Linked DNA regions of Zea mays: region 2 is linked to region 1. Evidence: chromatin contacts called from public Hi-C data. All regions are on one chromosome and are shown on one strand. Each heading gives the region's core, a stretch centred on a gene start, on an enhancer-like site or on the middle of the called end of the contact. The rest is flanking DNA. Distances are from core to core; before and after follow the strand shown. Region 1 holds the start of LOC100281227. Region 2 holds the start of LOC103647136 (cation/H(+) antiporter 15).

What was found. Hi-C and Micro-C count contacts between places; a contact is called where the count stands out from the background.
Region 2: a contact with region 1 is called in a Hi-C map of leaf, with 2.4 times the contacts expected there. The contact joins the promoter of LOC103647136 here to the promoter of LOC100281227 in region 1. A contact is called at or near these places in 2 of 25 Hi-C or Micro-C datasets (both in leaf).

The regions. Positions count from the first base shown.
Region 1 is chr2:154,370,953-154,376,034 of Zm-B73-REFERENCE-NAM-5.0, forward strand. LOC100281227 reads right to left here and starts at 2,039. Exons shown (of 3, transcript NM_001154146.1): 1 at 1,707-2,039; 2 at 1,287-1,597; 3 at 562-1,159. The coding sequence starts at 1,905. The coding sequence ends at 701.
Region 2 is chr2:154,781,847-154,786,909 of Zm-B73-REFERENCE-NAM-5.0, forward strand. LOC103647136 (cation/H(+) antiporter 15) reads right to left here and starts at 2,774. Exons shown (of 1, transcript XM_008671700.2): 1 at 1-2,774. The coding sequence starts at 2,388.

The DNA.
Region 1 (5,082 bases), core at 789-3,288:
CGGTCCGAGGAACCATGCATGCATGCTGGCCATAGTAGAAATATCTTGGATAGTTAGGCTGCGGCCAGTAGATTGTGCATGTGATTGTGCAAAACACTGTTTTAGACTACTGTTTATCGAGTGAAGTTTGAATAAGAGATGTGATAAGTAAAGTTGCTGAAGATGGCCTTATTAGTAGATGATGAAAGATACTGAATGCTGCGGCAGGCACTGCACATGATCTTCTGGCATGATTAGCTTGCACCAAGCTGTACATCAACACTACAGCTCCCGTTTTATTTGCTGACTTGTGCGCCAAGGTTTTCCTTTGGCTTCGTCTTTATAGTAAGCTAGTGACAGATTCAAATGCCTTTTATATATCAAGAAGCCTTTATAAGAATCACAGCTAGTACAGTATCTACCAATGCAAGCAAGAGCTAAGGGCTATTCCTAGTGAAGATTTCATTTGAGTTTCATCTTTATTAAATTTTCTGTCACATAATCAACTAGGATGATATGGTAATAAGAATTTAATAAGGAGATAGATAAAGATATTTCTATGAGAGATGAGAGAGTTGCATCTAGTTGAAACTCAGTGTACACGGTTCCATAAACAAAATTTGATGTGACATTGTTTTAAAACTGTACAGTAAGTGTGAATAGCCTAACACCACCTATTGGATCACTATATTTTCGGCAGCGGCTCATCATCCATCGTTAATTAATAGTTGTTTGTATGGTAGCCAGAAGCATCGTTTCCCACGTAGTCCGCCACCGGCGAGCTCGGCAAACCAGCGGAGAAACTCGGGGAGGTGACGCCGCCTACAGTTTTCGCCTTCATTGCCTGGTGGTGCAAGCTGTAGCTCCCCACCATTGCTTGCTGGTCTGCCGGCGCGTGACGAAGCATGCTCCAGGAGGAGTCGTCGTCGTTCGTTGCAGGTGCTGCGGCTGAGTTGGCCGTCGTGCTGGGCAGAGGCAAGCCACCGGTTGCGAAGCAGTTGAAGTAGCTGGAGTAATCCAGCAGGGAGTCGACGAGGAACTCGTCGCCGCCTTCGACGGAGCTGACGTTGGGCGTTGCGGTGGAGTAGTAGTGCTCCTCGCCGCCCCCGCCGGCGGACTTCTTGGCGGCGCTGGCCTCTTCGGCCCCTTTGTGGTGCACCTTGCACACGACCCATTCATCCTGAAGATAATAAACCAAAAAACAGAAACAAAAAAGATACGATTTTTTCAACACGTCCAAGAGAAGAATTAGCTAGCGTTGTTGAAGAAGTAGCAGTAGCAGTAGAACTGAAACCGCACGTTATTACCTTGGGATTGAAGCGTAGGTCGTTGCAGGTGTGCCTGGACTTGCCCTCGAGGCGGAACTCGTGCATCACCCAGTTGGTCTTGGTGCCGCGCGGAGCCCTGCCCATGTAGAACACCAGCGTCTTCCTCATCCCCACTAGCTCGCGGTCACGGTCACGCCCTGCAGCTGGCTTGAAGATCTCCCTGTCCTTGCCTGTGGCCTTCCAGTAGCCCTCCTTGGTGGCGCGGTTCGCGCGCGTGCCCGTGGGGTATTTCATGTCCTTGTGGCAGAAGAAGTACCACTCCTTGGAATTCTCCCCCATCTTCGCCTTGCCTTAGTGATTAAGCATTAATTTACACATGTACGTCTAGCTAGTAGCTACCGGCCTTCTTGTCAAAAGAAAAGAAAGGAAGAAAATCAGCTGTGTGTAATGACAACTTACTTGGGAGATCCCATGGCTCGCACTTGTTGAGGTCCACCTCCCCGATGGCGTGCGGCGCGAAGCTAGGGTTCAGGAACTTGTGCAGGAGGTAGCTGGTGATGACCTCTTCGTCTGTGGGATGGAACCTGAAGCCAGGAGGCAGGACCAGGCCGACTCCTCCACCATGCTCCGACTTCACACTAGGCTCCAGCTCCACCATGGCCGGTCGCCTGAAGCACCAGGGACCACTGCTAGCTCTGCTGCCCAGCCTGAGTAGGAACAGCCGAGGGGGAAAAAGCAGATAAAAAAAATGGAGGAGGAAGCTTGTGGGCACAAGAAAGATGGAGGAATCGTTAAGAAGTGGGAGAAGGAAGCCGAGTTTTATAGCGCTGCGGTGGCTTGCCGAGGAAGGAAAGTCTTCACACGGTTTTGATTAATTAGGACAGATAAAAAAAATTATCTATATATTATCTAGGTCCAGGTATATAATGAATCATGGCCATCGGATCAGTATCAAGATTTCAGTTGCATTTACTTGATGTTTTTTATTGCCTCACTATTCAAACACGAGACTAAGGGGCTGTTTGGTTTGTGGCTAAACGTGCCACACTTTGCCTAAGGTTAGTCGTTCGAATTTAAGAACTAACCTTAAGCAGAAAAGTGTAGCAAAGCGGAGCAAGTTAGTCATCAAACCAAACATGCCCTAAGTTAGAACTACAACCTATTCCTAAAAGTATACACGCGTATCATATAAGCTCGAACCCAGCACTACTATAAAAACCATTTTACACTCGGTAAAGGCTTAACAAATATTTTATCGATAAATGGTTCTTTGCCGAGTACTTTTTTTCGCACACTCGGCAATGCAAATTAAGAATAAAAAACCCCCAAAAACAGCAAATCATTTTTTTAAATTATGGGAACAACTCACCCACCACTATCCATTACCATATTCATCGCCCTATCATTTTCACTATTATTTTGAATCAAATTTACATGCTTTGTGAATGGTGAAATTTGAACTCGCAACCTCTCTCGCGCGTACCCTCCTCTACCACTACACTACTACATCAATTATATCTATATTACGCTTCTATTCCTCATGTACTATAACAAACCGAGAGTAATTTGATTATTTAAGGTACTAAATGAATTTATTTGAAAATGTGACTAACTATAAAGTTGCATAACTTTTGAGATCTACAAGTTCTATTTTGATAGTTTCTACATCCGAGACCGTTTACAAAATTTGAATTTCAAATTTAAAACTTCACATGAATTTTTCAATGATAAGATGATTTCAAATAAAAAAATTATCAGTTACAAAATTTCATTACATTTCAAGATCTACAACTTTTATTTTGATAGTTTTTCCATCCGAGGTATTTTAAAAATTTCAAATTTTAAAATTCAAACATAGTTTTGCATGACAAGATGATTTCAAACCAAAACATTGTCAACTACAAAGTATCATAACTCTTCAATACCTACAAATTTCATGTTGGTGGTTTTTTCTTTCGAGGTCGTTTTAAAATTCAAATTTAATTTTTTTTAAATTTAGACGTAGTTTTCGTTGACAAGATGATTTTAAATGAAAAAGTTGCCAACTACAAAATTCTCTTTGCCTATATACAAATTTGTAGTTAAAAACTTTTTTATTTGAATTAATTTACTGCTTTAAAATGTGATTTTTAAATTGTCTTTGCATAGTGTTGAAAAAACTCTTTGCCGAGTGTCAAAAATAAAACACTCGGCAAAGAAGTTTTTTGCTGAGTGTCAAAAATAAAACACTCGGTAAAGAGCTTTTTCGCCGAGTGTTTTATTTTACCGAGGGTTTTTTTCCGTGGCACTCGTTAAAAAACTTTTGCCGAGTGTCCGAAAAAAACGATTGACAAAATATTTGGCACTTGGCAAGAGCCAAATTCCGGTTGTGCAGGCCCGGTTGCTTCCACACCGGGAGGCAGAGACCATCCGAGGGGCTAGGGCTCGGCCCCCATTCATTTGCTAGAGGTTAGTTGTTGGGGTTCATGTTTTTTTTTCTTTCTTTTTTGGCGATGGATGGCGACTGCCATCTCTTGTGAAAAAAATCTGAGCACGCGTCATCGCCGTCGCTCGACTCCGCCCGCATTCATGGCCGGACACACATGCATGGACGCGCGGCCTACAGTACTCCATGTACTGTTTTCATAATATATACGTCTGGTCGATTTTCTCTGCATTATTTTCTTATGTGTGTGTATATGCTTTCTTTTCTTTTGGGTCTTGGATCGATCAGGCAGCCGCTGTGCAAATTCCTAGCCGGCGCCGGTGGTAAACGAAAGTGAATTGCTAGCTACGACGACATGTCGTCTTTGAATAAAGAAAAGGATCGAAGACGACGGAGATGGGAAAACTAGTGATCTGTAGAGTTGTTGACAGATACATGCATGACCGACCTTTGTATTTTGTATTATATTTGTATGCATGGAGACGACCAGCTCTACAGCCCAGCCTAGAAAGAGGCGACATGTCACATATATAGGAGTGATAGAGACACTCCACGTACGACCCTGATGGGTGTTTAGGTAGCTAAGTACGCCAAGTCCAGCTATGCTAACTTAAAGCAGAGGAGATGATGGTCACCATTAGAGCAACTTCAACATTTCACTAGACACCCCCACCCCCATCCACCCACACACAAAGTCCTGGTTTGAGGTTGCAACTTTGGAGGTATAGATGTACAAACAGGCCACCCGACACGGACCCGGTCCAAACCCGTTTTGGCCCGGTACGAATAGTGCCGGGCCAGGCATGACCCGTTGATGCTCTGGGCCGGGTCGTGCTGGCCCACGTGCCTAGGGACATGCCCAAACCCGACACGCACAGGGATAAATCATGCCGGGTCGGCCCGTCCGCCCGATGGGTCTGAACGTATCGGGCCGACCACTGACCCGAACCAACAGTACAACAGTATATAAATACATACATTTAACACAATTAATCAGATATAATAACATATTATTTACAGATATTAAGACAACATAATTCATTTGTCAATTCACAAGATAATACCAGATTAATACAAATATGAAATGATCACAAGAAATAACAGTTGGTTCACCAGATATTACACAAACACATATATGAAATGACTATTAGGAGCTGTTAGTGCAATGGCCGCCTCATTGAAAACCTTCTTAGGTAAAAACTCACACCTCTTGAGAAAACCCTAAGAAGGAAAAAAGAGTGCAACCCAGCTCTCAAGTTTATAAACTCATTACAATCCATTACAGTGTGTACAAATCATTAGTTCAATACAACTCATAAGACATAAGGCTAGTAGGTTGCAAGACTAAGCATTTTCATCATCCCTAGCTGATTGTGTTGCTGGATCATCAAGCCACAGGTTGTCATGCTC
Region 2 (5,063 bases), core at 1,524-4,023, 410 kb after region 1:
GTCCTTCGACGAGAGCAGGTCCCCGATAGGCCCCAGCTCCGGGCACTCACTCCACTCCGCCATCCCCGCCGTGAGCGCCGGCAGTCCCGGCACCTTGCCCACCACGAAGAGGTCCTTCCCCAGCGCCTCCACCTCCCTGATCTGCGCCACCATCTCGCTGGCGTTGAACACGCCGCGCTCGCGGTACTCCACGCCCGCGCCGCCGCCGCCGCTGACGCTGTTGGCCCGGTCCAGGAACTCCCGCAGGATCCCGTCGTCGGCCTTGCGCTCCTTGAGCGCATCGAACTCGGTGCCCGTGAAACTGCCGCCCTTCTGGGCGAACCGGAGCAGCGTGAGGTCGATGGCCGGGTTGGACACCATACGGATCGCCAGCGCTGCCACCTCGCGGTCGTCGCGCCCGCCGAAGAATAGCGCCGCCACGCGGCACCCGGCGCCCGGCACGCCGCCCAGGCCGCGGTCGACGAGGATGCCCACGGTGCAGGGAGAGAAGCGCTGGATGCTCTGGTTCAGTGCCTGGATCTCCGGGTGGAACACCTCCAGCCCTCCGTCCACCGACCGGTGCTTGTGGAACGGCAGCAGGATGAGCGCCGAGTGCTGCTCCTCCGCGGCGGACGTCACGTCGTCGTGCATCGTCGCGTACGGCGACACGGCCGCCATGGTGCGCGCCAACACGCCCGCCACGTTCTCCTCGTAGGCCATGAAGGCGTGCGCGATGTGCTTGAACTGCAGCTCCACCTGGCTGCGCCGGTGCACCGAGTGCTCGAACGACGACGACGGCGCCGACGCGTTGATCAGGAGCAGCGCAGACGACCGCCCCGCGAACTCAATCAGGTGCAGCGCTTGCACCGCCACGGGTGACCGGTCGGAGGGCGACGCCACGTCCAGAAGCGTCAGGAGGGCCGGCACGTCGCGCGGCATGTGCACGCACACCAGCACGTGGAATTCCGCTTCCAACTGCGGCCACGCGATGGTGCGCCGCTTGTAGAACACCAGCCGCCGCGCCGGCTTCACCACCAGGGCCAGCAGCGGCGTCACCAGCGCCGTGATCAGCGCCGACATGAACACCAGCACCGTGAACGACTGGTCACTCATGATCTTCTTGTTCCTGCCGATGTTGAGGATGATGAGCTCGATGATCCCCTTGGTGTTGAGCAGCAGGCCGATCGACGTGCCGTCAAGCAGCGGCATGCCGAACACGGCGGCGACGCCTACTGCGGCGGCAACCTTGAGGGCGGCAGCGGCCAGCGCGGCCACCATCAGCAGCACCGCAGCGGGCATGCTGGTGATCGAGGCGGTGTCCGTGCGGAGCCCGCTCATGGCGAAGAAGAGCGGCAGCAGCGTTCCCATCACGAAGTCCTCTACCTTCTCTACGATGGCGACGCCGACAGGCCCGTTGGGCACGGCGAGGCCGAAAACGAAGGCGCCGAATATGGCGTGCGTGCCTCCGGCGTCGGCGACGAGCGCGGCTACCAGGACGCCGACGAGGACCCAGCACTCTTGCGCCTCGCTGACGACCTCGCCCTCGGCGACGCGGTGCGCTAGGCGGACGAGCATGGGGCGGACGACAAGGTAGCTGATGCTGACGATGACGACGCCCGACACGAACGTCCAGATGCACGGGACCATGCCGTAGCGGACGTGCGCCAGCGCCGTGGCGACGGTGAGCCCGGCCCACGCGAAGGTGTCGTTGATGAGGGACGCCGAGATGGAGAGCTGGCCCACGTCGGTGCCGGCGAGCTTGAGCTCCGCGATGTTGCGCGCAAGCACGGAGAAGGCGGTGGAGCAGAAAGTGGCGCCAAGGAAGACGGGGAAGGAGAGGCGGTTGAGGAACTTCTGCTCGGCCTTGGCGGCCGTCGTCGTTGTTCCGCCGCTGTCGTCGTCGCTGCCGGTGAGCGCGACGTAGCCTGTGACGATGCCGACGACGAAGGGCGGGAGCGCGGAGGCGGCGGCGAACCAGAAGCTGCGCAATCCCGAGCGGAGGACGGTGTGGAGCTCGATCTCGACGCCGATAGTGAAGGTGTAGTAGACGAGGCCGATGAGGGACATGGACTCGAGGATGAAGATGCTGCGGACTGGGAAGGCGATGTCGGAGAAGAGTGGGACGCGGCCCAGCACGGAGGGACCCAAGAGGAAGCCCGCCAGGATCTCGGCGATGTATCGCGGGAGGCGGAGCGGCGCCAGCAGCAGCGCCACGGCGCGTGTGGTGGCGGTGATGAGGATGATCTGGAAGAGGAGGAGCGGGAGGGCGAAGTCCAGCGGGTTGTCCCCCGTCCAGATGCCTTTCATGGTGATCTTCCTCGGGTCGAAGCAGTAGAGGTCCGACCGGCCCGTCGACATCGTGTGGTTCCACAGCTCCGCCAGCGGGTCGGTTACCGTCGTCGCCGCCATCGATCCTCCGCCGTTCGGTTCGCTCGTGGGCCGGTAGATCGATTGTTAGCTCCTTCGTCGCCGCCGGCGATGATGGCTGATGTGACGGTCGGTCACTGGTGGACGTACGCGCCGCGCCGGGGATAGATGGTGGAGAAACACGTGTGGGGTGCCGAGTGATCCATGGGAGCGAGGAGACGAGGAGCTGTTATTCTTGGACGGAACTCTGCTTGTTGCATTGCATTTGCATGCACTCGTGCATGACTGGTGGTTGTGAGCTCGACCTCCACGTGTGGCTGGTATGTAGGGCCAGATTTTACTACGAATTTTGCATCTTCATGAATTTGCTAAAGCTGCGGGTATTCATAGCTCTATTAAACATTTTGTTTATCAGTTATTATAATAGATCTAAACATTTGCGTTGATTTTATTTCTCAACTAAATAAAGCATCAATTTCACGGTTCGCACGACGAAATTATGCATAAGCGGGGTTCGAACCTTAGTTGTTGGCTTCACAATTACACACACGTAACCATCAAAACACACATATTTTTATGTTTTATTAAAACAATGTCTACCCCCATGTGATATATAGAAACAATAGCAATGCACGGTTATCTGACTAGTAATCTACAAACTACAGATTTAACCTGCATCTCCCAAGTGGAGTTTGGTAGGATGTTTCTCATACATAAGCCATGTTCTAAACCTCTAAAACCAATAGTTAGCAGCTAAAATTACTTGAAAGGTATAGAACGGGTCAGCTAATGGACCAACTAACTGTTAGTTATAACTCTCAAATAGCTATTAGTCGTTAGCTGCTCCAACACAGCTAAAAGCAGCTAACAACTTATTAACTGACTAACAATTAGCTCTAGAGGATTGGAACAGGGCCTTAGGGTCTTGTTGATCCCATATAACATATCTATGTTTTTGGATAATGAATTAATTGGTGTGGATATAGATTTTTCTATTACAGTAGCGAAGAGTTAGAGATGGTTGTTATACATTTGGGATCGAGGTGAAAGTTGGATGTGGTCATGGACAGTGTCAACGTCATCTCGATGATTGACATACCTCCTTCCTGTTGCATCTCCCCTCCTCCTTTAGTCGTCGAACCATGAGGAGGGACATCGGTGCTCACCAGCATAGATTCGTTAGGGTCTACCGGTACCATATGATGAAGTTGGGTATGCTTGAAAGGTCTCTTATGGGTTTTGGTGTTTTGGATGACAACACAATTAAAGGTCTGACCTGTGTGTCAAGTGTTGAATAGAGACTTAGGGAAAAGCTTACAAAGTTCAACACGTGATAAGTAGATGAAGGATGGACATTGATTAAGTGGAAATCAATGTACTTAAGTCAGGGACAACTGATCGAACTAAGGACGGAGGCAAGAAGGACTTCAAGGTACTAGTGCAAGGGAGAAGGTCAAGAAGACTGAGGTACCAAAAGCCAAGAGTGGAGAAGATGGTCTTGTAAGAAGTCAAGGTTGGTCAAGCTGAGAAGAGTCCCAATGCGTTCAAGACCGCGATATATGGATGTGACTTACAACCATTGAGGTAATGCTTATGATTTAATGGTTTAAGTCAAGTGGAGTAATGGTCACAAGAAAAAACTAAGTATCAAAGTCAGAACATGGAAGGTCCCAAAGATCTAAGTGTACTTGAATATGGAGTTTGGGTCACTCTTGAGTTTAGAAATATTCTTAGTGATCATTAGAAGGTGTTGGAACTCAAGTGATGGCTAGAATGATAGAGTTTTACAACTTGGAGTTTTGGAGTCCAACCTCGAGCTCAAACAAGCCAAAAAGAGCAAAATGATGAAAAAGGTTAAGTATGAGAGGTTTGATCATTCAAACATGTTGCATACACCTTTTACTATGTGTTTGGCACTTTGGTTTGCACTCTACCTTGTATTGTAGCAAAAGTATCACTTTGATCCCTGTTTGAGGAGAAACAGAGAAATGGAGAAGGAGGTGAGTTTCCAAGACTTAGTCAATTGGATTATACTCTAATCATGTCTGTCTAAGTCATAGGAAAGCCCTCATAGAATTCCAAGTTGAATGGAAAAGAATTCGCTAAGAAAAGACTTCACTGTAGTCTGTCTAGGTGCACTGGATCGTCTGCAGTTGTGGTCCGATGGTGCACTAGACTGGTTGTGTAGTCGGGTTAGAAGGAGGCCTCAGGCGGCCTGGCACACCGGACCGCCTGTACGGATGAACTTGGAGGTCTCGGGAATTATACTTTATAACTCACCAGACCGTCTATAGTGCTGGTCCGATGGTGCACCAGACCGCTAGGTAAAGATTGGTTCGAGGCGCGCTGGTTGGCTCAACGGCTAGCTTACATGGACCTCAATTCGGTGGTGCACCAGACCGGTCTAGGGACCACCATAAGAGGCAGCTGCCAATCAAGATCCCAGACTCGGGGCTAAGGGACCTGATCCATTAACGCACCAGACTGGTTCGGTGCCCCCCGCGCAGATATGTTTCCTTTGGTGATTTCCAACGGCTACAAGGGGTGTTGGGCTATATAAAGGAGCCCCCACGACCCCAAGAAACACACCTTTGTAGCATACAAGTGTAGAAAAAGTGCATACATATTCCCTATCCCTCTCTTGTATGATTCTCTATAGATCATGTGTTGGCGTGATTATAAGCCAAAAGAGCGAGGCAAAGTGCTACTACAAGATA